Linked DNA regions of Zea mays: region 2 is linked to region 1. A link is a contact called in public Hi-C data. All regions are on one chromosome and are shown on one strand. Each heading gives the region's core, a stretch centred on a gene start, on an enhancer-like site or on the middle of the called end of the contact. The rest is flanking DNA. Distances are from core to core; before and after follow the strand shown.

Region 1 (4,756 bases), core at 2,152-4,651:
TCGCTGATAGTTAGCTAGCTATTTGTTAACCAGTTAATTATACTAGTAGTTTTTTAGCCAACTAACTATTAGCTTTATTGTGTTCGAACACCCCCTAGTTTGGGCAGTAATAAATCATTGTTGACTGACTTTATGTCTCTTTTGTACTTGCCAAACTAATTGAATATATTGTATTTTAAGCATCGAATAATTCACGTTTAAATATTGGATACTCCATATACGTTAGATTTTGGTGATAATATATCCTACTCCACATTCACACGTAGGTCAGATTTGGATTATCCATATCGGCATGGATATAAAAACTCCTCCACCATATCTGTTTAATTAAGATTTGGATCGAATCGGATAATTATCCACACCACTTGCACCCCTAGTCGCTCACTTGATATTAGCTTGTGTACCTAATCTTTGTTGCTTAGCTTATGTATCTAAGTAGCTATTTCTCTCTAGTTGTGCTTGTGTAGTGCAACTAGTGAGTAGTGCTAGTAGTGATTATGCTTCGTGCACTTTGCTCACTAGTATGTCTAGGAGAACTGGGTGTGCTTAGAATTATAGTTATATAGGTTTGCGTGACCTTACTATCTAGACTTGTTTAGGAGAGCTCTCACTAGCTCAGCACCTTAGCTGCTTCAGTTAGGATCTTTTGTAATGTGCTTGTTATAGTTAGAGGTGTGTAGTCTTGGCTAGATCAAATAGTATTAATTCCACATTTATTTGTGTTAGCAAATATAATTAGTTTTAGAAAGGACTATGCACCCCTCTAATTTGTCATCTCGACCTTACAAGTGGTATTAGAGCATGGTTCTCCTATTTGGTGGTCTTAACCGAACCGAGAGTTAGAATGGCGACTTAAGGGCTAGAGGTTACTTGTGATCCACACATTTTTTTACGGCACACACTTTGCACAGGGAAAGCTTATATGGGTCATATTTTTCATGCTATTGATGCAAAATTCTGGTAGATTGTGAGTGTAGGCTTGTCGATGTTTCGAACCTCGCTTCGACAAGTAAATTTATTGTGCGTATTTCGGGCTCCAGACGGTGTGCGTAGTGAGCGCAAGATTTATACTGGTTCGGACAGAACGTCCCTACATCTAGTCATTGGTGGCTTGCGCTATTAGTACCATTGATGATCAAAGCTCGTAGTAGGGGTTACAAGCAGACAAGAGAGGGAGGAAAGGCTCACAAATCTCTTATTTGTGGTGGAGGTGGTTATAAGGTGGAGTCTTAGCTAAGTCTTGGCTTGGCGGTGGGGCTCCGGCCTCTAGGGTTCTCCTCTTCTCTGTTGGTCTTCTAGGCGTCGTATCATCTGGGATCCGTCCTCCGATCCTCCAAAAGGGACCTCCCATGTCTGGGACGACCTCCTCCTTTTATAATCTAAGGAGGGGGTCAGCCCGTGATGGCTTCCTCAGGAAGGAGCTACTAAGTGATGGTAAAACTGGGTGTCTTACCATGCGGTAAAGACACGCGTGTTTGCGGTTGCCTGGCTGTCACATATTCTTTATTACGGACGACGCGAGCATCATGGGCTCGAGCGCATCATTTGGGCTATGCCGACCCCTGGCCTTCGTAGCCTGGGGCTCGACGTGGCTCGTCGTGTTGCACCCTGCCAGCGACCCGTGTACTCAGGCCTAGTCCCGATAGGTCATGGGTGTGCCGCTGACAGGGGACGCGTGGGCTATAAATGCGTCGCAGTCCAAGGAGCTCGTAGGTCATGAGTGCTCTGTGACCCGAGGAGTTTGTAGGTCATAAGTGGGAGGCAGACCGATGTCTTCGCTGTGGCTCGACGCCTGACACGGTTAATATGGTCAGTCATTTATGACGGGTCGGTCTCGGGCTAGACGCGGGATCTACTCGAGTGATTTCCTTTTGGCACGCCTGCCCCCCTATGTGATTCCGCCACGCCCAACCCATGCTCGATGCCACGGGGTTCGTCCGGAGACGAGTTCTTTTAGGATAGACATTGTCTATCTCCTCCGATTGATTAGTAGGCCCTAGTTGTTAGAGGCCTCTTCCCCAGTGTGGTCGCTGGCTCTAGGGACCAAAGTTCGTATCCCCGATAAGGCCTTTTCTAGACCATTGGATGAGAAAACAAAAGATGTCACCCAAGCCCAAGAGGAATGCTCGCATCTTGAACACCGGGGTACTAACATTTTATACCGTGGTGAGTGATAAGGTGTTTAAGAAAAAATATATATAAGGAGATCGTCTATTCTATAGTGTTTTGTAAGGCTATATGCACAATTTATTGTCTCTACGTTACTAAAAAAACATCCAGCATTTTTTTATTTGGTTATTCAAAATAGTTATTTTCTATTCCGAGAATAAGAATAACCCTCTAAAGTATAAATAAGATATAGTAAAATTATTTAAAAATAAAAAAGATAGAAAACAATTTCTACATAAATATCTCTCTAAATTATTTAAATAATAATTTAGGGAGTAAACTTTGGAAATACTCTTCTAGACACTCTTAATGCTAGTTTGGGAGATAGAAAATTAGAGGGGATTGGAAGGACTAAAATCGATTTTGTATTTAAAATTGAATAATAAGAGGATTTTAGTCCCTCCGATCATCTTCGGGTTTATAGCTCACAAACTACCCCTTAGAGTTTGTTTGGAGGTATGTGAATTGGAGGGATTATGATCATATAATCCTTTAAGGCTAGTTTGGAAACTCAAATCCCCTTCGAGATTGAAGGGGGTTGGAGAGAAAATTAATTCATTTCCACCTCAATTTTCTCTAATTCCGAAGTGGATTTGAGATTTTCAAAGTAACCCTTAGAATGTTCGTTTTATCCTCAATCCATATGGAGGATTAGGATGTTCGTTTCATCTTCAATCCATATGTTATGAAAATAACCGACCTTACTAATTATTTTGTACTACCAAACCTTCGTACTACCAAACAAGCCCTCAACCAATGTCTAATTCTGTCAGTGTCCTCATCCTATCCTAAAAAATAAGAAATAACTATTCCTCCAACCAAAAATGGAACTAGGAATCTAGGATGGTCCCCGTAAAAAAACATAAGGTATAATTGTTCTATCCTCTTCGCCCAAACACAAACACGACCTAGAAGGACCACACATTCGGCCGCATAATCAGCGGGATAGCGTGCGGTCGATCACTTGGGTCGCGTGTCCCCCCTCGCCTTATCCCTCCGCTCCACGGGCCCACCCGTACAGCCCTGTTCGCCTCTCTCCTTTCCACAAGCCGCTCTTGTGGGTTGTGAGTGACACCTTTCGGTAGAGGTAGAAGTGTAGAACCCACCCATCAGCGGAACTGGTCCGTCGGCCCATGGGACACGTGGAGCTCTGTCGCGGCGCCGGCTCTCTCCCTCACCACTTGCATTTCCTCCCTTCCTTTTTCCGCCTCCGTTTTCCTCCCCCTCCGACACCAGCCCACCACGCGAGAACTCGTCAGATATTTATGAGCGCAGCCGCGGGTTAACCTTCCCTTCTCGCTGCCGTGCTCCTGCTCGTGCGCGCGTTCGCAATCGTAGCGCTGGGGTTGAGCCGCGAGTGGATAAACCCTAGCCGGTGGTGTAGCTGGGTTGGTGGCTTTGATGCCGGCGACGGCCCGCTTGTCCCCGGGTGGGTGAGAATTCTGCGACCGGTGTGTACTGGCGACTCCATGTTTGTGTGGGACTTCCTGGGTGCGGGGGTGGTTGGGCACTGTTCCTTTCCCATCAATTTGACTGAACTTTTTTGCGCTTTTCGTGCGGTAATCTATCTACCTTGAGGATTTTCTACCTGAGAAAGGAGTGACCACTGACCAGTGATGTTTTGGGAGGTTCCGGTTCTCTGTTCTGTTGGATTTGGGCAGGCGTCCGATCGCTGTGTCTCTGGTATTTTATTTGCGTTAGGTTTTTGTTGTTTGATCCGTGGGTAGGATCGTACCGAAGAAGTCATGATGGTAAATTAGTGTGTTGTTTTCGAATTCGTTTCGGATTGTCCATTTTGGTCAGTTAGGGTAGGATCGGGTACATGATTGATAAATTGATATACTGTTTGCTTAATGTAATCTGAGATCACTCATCCACTGATAAAGAAGTGAGCAAAAAAATGCTGTACAGTGTTCATGTACCGATTTGACTCACCGGCAAATCCTCAACAAATATGTTCATGTTGCAGAATGGAGTGAGGTGACGAAGGCTGCCATGGGCTCTAACTATGCCACGATTGGATTATAGGATAGTAGCTGGCAGCTACCAGTTTCCTAGAACCAATTTGTGGATAGCGAGAGGAGTGACTGTTGTTCAGTACTTTCACCTCGATCATGGGTGGTGTCTGCTCAAGGAAGAGAAGCCAATTGGTGGATGAAGGTGACGCTCTCCAGACATCCCCAAGGTTCTCAAAGACCAGCAGCTTAAAATGGCTGTTGCTTACACTGCCTCGCAGCAGTTCTGATGTTTCCGGGAAGGGACAGGGAAATGAACCTGGGCGGTGCCCGTCCCTCATGGAGCTTTGTGTGGCTAGAGTTTGCCAGGTAGTATTGTGTCTACACGTGTTTGAATTTTGACATGGAATGTCTTTTTTCTTGAACCCAGTAATATTTGCAGGATATCGACAGGTATTCTACTTTTGCAATGCTGCCAAGGGATCTCAGCCAGCAGATTTTCAATGAATTAGTAAATTCAAACCGTCTTACAGAGGCATCACTTCAAGTTTTTAGGGATTGTGCTCTGCAGGTAAGGTTTCTGTTCTAATATGTCTAGCATTCCTATAGGAGTATGCCCCTACTGTTTCCCC
Region 2 (5,326 bases), core at 1,882-4,381, 150 kb before region 1:
TTTTTAGAAAATCCATGTCGAGTGTCACACGGCTGGCACTCGGCAAAGACTTCTTTGCCGAGTGTCTTCAGTGGACACTCAGCAAAGCAAATTGTAATTGTTTTTATTTTTCTAACCAAACTTTTTGTGCCATGTTCCTACACTATGTAGACCTACATGTACCATTTTGGGACAATTATAACAGTGTTTTCAAGAGCTATTAGATTTAGTTCATTTATTTGAATTTCTTCGGAAAATTCAGATTTGAACTGCAGGTCACTCGAAACTTGAAAAACCGTGCATGCAAAAATGGTATCCATGCTACTTAGCACAAGTTACGGACGATTTCAGGAGCGGACCGGAAACTTTGAGCAACATGCTCACTAAACATGGCCGTGAACTTGCCATCCACATGTTTAAAGATTGTATAAAACACAAACAAAGTCAGAAAGTTGTTTGTGTTTTACATATGATATCATGACACGTGGACAAGTTTCATGATTTTCTGACTTTGTTTGTGTTTTATACAATTTTTAAACATGTGGATGACAAGTTCACGGCCATGTTTAGTGAGTATGTTGCTCGAAGTTTCCGGTCCGCTCCTGGAATCGGTCGTAACTTATGCTAAGTAACATGAATATCATTTTTGCATGCACGGTTTTCCAAGTTTCGAGTGACCTGCAGTTCAAATCTGAATTTTTCGAAGAAATTCAAATAAACGAACTAAATCTACTAAATATTGAAAACTCTGTTATAATTGTCCACAAATGATACATATAGGTCTACATAGTGTATGAACATACCACAAAAAGTTTGGAAGACAAAATAAAAAATAATAAAAATATACTTTGCCGAGTGTCTAGAGAAGACACTCGGCAAAGCGTCCTTTGCCGAGTGCCCAATATGTGGCACTCGGCAAAGACTGACGACCGTCAGCTGTGTAGACGGCCGCTAACGGCCCTTTGCCGAGAGCCGTCTTTGCCGAGTATTTGACTCTCGGCAAAGCAGTCTTTGCCGAGTGCTGGGCTGTGCCGAGTGTCCCGCACTCGGTAAATAAGATCTTTACCGAGCGTAAGACTTTGCAGAGTGCGGCGCTCGGCAAAGTCGGCTTTGCCGAGTGTCCGATAAAAAGCACCCGGCAAAGCCACCGGCACTCGGCAAAGAGCCGAATTCCGGTAGTGCTTGATTGCACTTACAATCTTCCTCTTTTTGTGATTGACAAGACAAATGAATATAAACTAATATTTTTCATGCGATGATCGTGTTATGCTCAGGCTGGGCTAAACCGTGTTGGGCCACAGGCTAAATCGTGTTATGAATATAAACCATTTTGTGGCGCTACCGTCTCTATCACGTCTGCGAGGCCTAAAGTTGGCAGAGGACATGAGCAGCATGACCCCACCACCATCGTTCTCGCTTGGGATTTTCGGATGTTTATCGTAAAGGTTTAGAGAACATATTTGAATGACTATCTTTATTTTTTTTAAAAGTGTATCTACGTACGTGGTATATACAAAACTTATATTAGTAACGTATAGACATCTAACTAACTAGTAGTTATAAATATATGCAACGCATGCAGCACGTAGAGCAACTTGCATGCATGTATGCATGAATGCATGCCCTGGCGCCCTGCCCCGTCCGAAAATATAATGTCGGTCCTCGCTCTTCAGCTATTCTCGGCCGGCGCGGCGCGGGCCAGTGCCAGTGCATCCACACAGGCAGCCGTTGGTGTTTTCCACGGTGCACGTGAGGCGCCGTGTAGCTTCCCCATGGACATTGGACAGGCACCGCGCGCTGGGATCCTCCTCGGCCACCACCAGCACCACCTAGCTTCTTCTCCTCTCTCTCTCTCTCTACACCGCACCGCACCGCAGGGTAGCTTAGCTAGCGCATCAGTACGTACAGGCGGCCACGAGCTGCGTATTGATCCTGGGATAGAATATTGGCGTACGGACCGCTCCAGCGCTCGGTTCCCGTGCTTCCTGCCCAAGCTAGCTTTGACCGTCAAAGCGCGCGGTCGCGGAGCCGGCCGGACTGGCGGGGCGCGCGGCGCTGGCCAAGCAGACTTGCCTGCCTGATGACTGCTCTGCTAGTAGTAAAAGGTGGGCGGTGTCGCGCGGTGAAAAAGTGAAACACATGCCGTTGAACGGGGTTCTAATCTCTGGCTTAGCTGGGGAGGGGTGTTGAAGAGCACGTTTAACCCCCTCGGTTACGCCGTGCTCGTACGTACGGGTTAAACAAAGGAAAGAGGGGCCCCGCGATCGCCGGTCAAAAATACCGGGCGCTCCGTCCGGGGGGGTTGAGAGAGACACAAAGGTAAAAGGGCCACCGCCACCCCCTCTGCATGTATGTCATGTCTTGCTACTAGACGCCGCGCGCATGCATGCAGATGCAGCTCGTCGCGTCCCGTAGAGACTAGAGACTGCGTTGCGTTTGGCACTTGAGTCCCGTCCGTGTGCACACACGCTCGCGTTTCTCCACTAGCTGGACGCTGTGCATGCACGCGCGCACGTTGCACGTTCGGATTATTTGGTCAGTGGCAAGGCTTAGTTAACTATTGTTTGCTCCGTCGAATAAATCTACTGACAGGTAGGCGACTATCAGACATGACATGAGTGGACGAGTGGGTGCTCTGCGAGACTTTTGTTTTGAAAATGCGCGCGTCAGAGGGCTCGGATTCGGCGATTAAACATATCGCCCAGCGAACGCGTACGTGTCACAGGCGCGGCGGGACCGTCGCCGCCCGTGCATGGGCTGCAGGTGGCAGCCGCCATGCGGCCCCCGGCCATTTCCCGGGAGGCATGGTGGGTCTTGGTCGCGGCGCGTGTGCACGGCTGCACCCGCGCGCGGCGCGCGTCACTGTTGCATGGCGGGTCGGCACTTCGCCACGGCCCACGGGTCTCTCGAGCGGACACGAGTCGTGCTGAATTAGTTGCTGGTTCACTCCGGCCCGAGCAAGAGGCCCAGGATATGCGGACACGAGTCGGCCCGAGTGGGTGCTTGGGCCCAATTTGCTGTGGGCTGCAATATGCACCGCGTGTAGAACCATCGGAGTCCCGTACACGCTAGTGTTGGCGACTCCAAGAGTGTTCTTATCGCCCCGAAGGCGGTCTCCACTCTCTACAGACAGCCGCCACCGCCGCCGGTGGTTCACAAGCAGCCGGTAGGTACTCAACCCAAACCGCAAGGAGGACACGGAACCCAAATTCCAGCACGACTCATCCAGCCAGCAGCCCAAGCGAACCTAGGGCCCTTGAGCTCCCTCCCGCATGGCGTTCCCGTGGTGCCTCTCGGCTCCGGCCGCCGTCCCGCCTGTGGCGCCCGCGCCGGGCACCTTTGGCGTATCCGCGTCGGTCACCGCCCTCGCGCGTGTGCCGGTTCTCGCCGGTAGGCGGCGCAGGTGGAGCACGCTCGTGGTCTGCGCGGCCCCCGACGAGGAGAAGATTACCAAGCGGTCGCCCCTCGATTTCCCCATCGTAATTCTCTTGCTCTTCAACTTACCATCGGTTCATTTCATTTTAGCAGCTTGTTCTGGTGGGATTGGAGGAGGCTATAGGCTGCCCAATAACCGGTTTAGGGAGCGGGCAAAATCGGTAGAAATGTTACGTAAGTTGTGGTGTGGACAGGTTGTTCCGGTTGGGTATGCCTATGCTTTAGCTTTCGGATGTGGATTCGGTCTTCATCTACTTTTTAAGTTTTGCCATTTCGTATATCTCTGGCGAAGATACCTTTACGAAAATGATAATTTTTCACCCTATGATTTATTATGAGTGTAATAATTTCATCTGCGCTAACATAAACTTTTATTGCTATAACTTTCTGGGGTTCTTTTGCAGCTAGTAGCTCGTTGTGCTGATAGATATTTGGAGCTTCAATTTTATATTCGCTCCTAAATACTGACTACAGTCTACAAATAAGCCCTAAATGTCCTTCTGAATGTGTAGCTTCTATATATGTTTTTCTTTGTAAGAGTCTTTCATCATCAAAGATTCAAAATGAGAGAATGTTGTGGCGAGCAGTCATGAGCTGGTTTTGGTGAACTCTTAATTTCTTTAAGGCTTGACTATGTAAATGGCTTCATGACTGTATGACTGCATGTATTACATGTTGTGATGTACAGTATGTAGATACTGATCCTAGCCTTTCTTGGTAATGTTTTTTTGTGTACAACCAAAGTGGCGATTGCAGATCTGTTGCAACTTTTTCCAATGATTATTAGCTATTGGTGTGGAAGATCTGTCCAGCCTAGCAAAAATAATGTTCAAACATGACTAGTGATTTAGATCTGTTGACATCAACATTAATTTCTCTGTTGTTTGATTGTTGCTAGGAATGGGAGAGACCAAAGCCTGGGAGGAGACCTGATATCTTCCCTAAGTTCAGCCCAATGAAGACACCATTACCGCATCCGTTACCAGCTGATGATCCTCTGGATGATGATCAAGAGGAGGAAGAGGAAGAACAACCACCACCACAGGAGGAGCCACAAGAGGATGATCCAGACAAGGAAGAACCTGAGGAAGATGACCCGGACAAGCCAACCGAGTAACTTCTGGATGGCTTGAACTGTGGTAGATATAGGCAGCGGGCAAAGATGTGCTACATCTTTGGAGCACGCCAAGAGATCTCAGTTCTATTCGAACTGTTTGTTCTGCCGGCTTATATAGGCTCTAGATGCATAAGTTTGTTATGACCTTTGAGCTTTTCTAAAGCTATGGAAGTTTTGTTTTACGGATTACAGATTACGGTGCCATATCTGTGATGATATGCATTCACACTTCTATCTTAAGTTAGCGTGTACATTACAACAAGAAGTCTGCAGCAAGCCAGCAACTGTTACTCCAAATTCTTTTGCTCAGGTGTGTTTGGTCATAGGAACTAAAGTTTAGCATATGTCACGTTGAATGTTTGAATGACTATTAAGAGCATTAAATATAGTCTAATTGTAAAATTAATTATATATCTGAAGAATAAATAGTTTGGTGATTTATTAAACCTAATTAATCTATTATTAATATGTTTATTGTAAATCTATTATTAATATGTTTATTGTAGTGAATTGTGAGCTAATTAGATTTAATAAGTTCGTTTTATCGTTTAGTTCTTATTTATATAATTAGTTTTGCAATTAAATTATATTTCATATTTGTAACTAATTAGTATCCAAACATTTGATAATAAAGACTAAAATTTAGTTAAGGAACCAATCGTTAATATGAGTATCATTAATATGAGTATGTATAAAATCAGTGATGCAACTTTTTGTGCTTCTAATGACTTAATGAGCATTTCAATTTTGGACGGTACATCTTGGCAACAAGAGTGCAAGTTCAGTAAATCAGTG

What was found. Hi-C and Micro-C count contacts between places; a contact is called where the count stands out from the background.
Region 2: a Hi-C map of leaf shows a contact between it and region 1, with 6 times the contacts expected there. The contact joins the promoter of LOC100276580 here to the promoter of LOC100280910 in region 1. A contact is called at or near these places in 5 of 25 Hi-C or Micro-C datasets (ear, leaf and tassel).

What each region holds. Positions count from the first base shown.
Region 1 is chr5:187,806,133-187,810,888 of Zm-B73-REFERENCE-NAM-5.0, reverse strand. It overlaps LOC100280910 (regulatory subunit), which reads left to right and starts at 3,401. Exons shown (of 16, transcript NM_001153830.1): 1 at 3,401-3,598; 2 at 4,139-4,493; 3 at 4,567-4,695. The coding sequence starts at 4,284.
Region 2 is chr5:187,955,034-187,960,359 of Zm-B73-REFERENCE-NAM-5.0, reverse strand. LOC100276580 reads left to right here and starts at 3,131. Exons shown (of 2, transcript NM_001374065.1): 1 at 3,131-3,458; 2 at 4,313-4,940. The coding sequence starts at 3,252. The coding sequence ends at 4,531.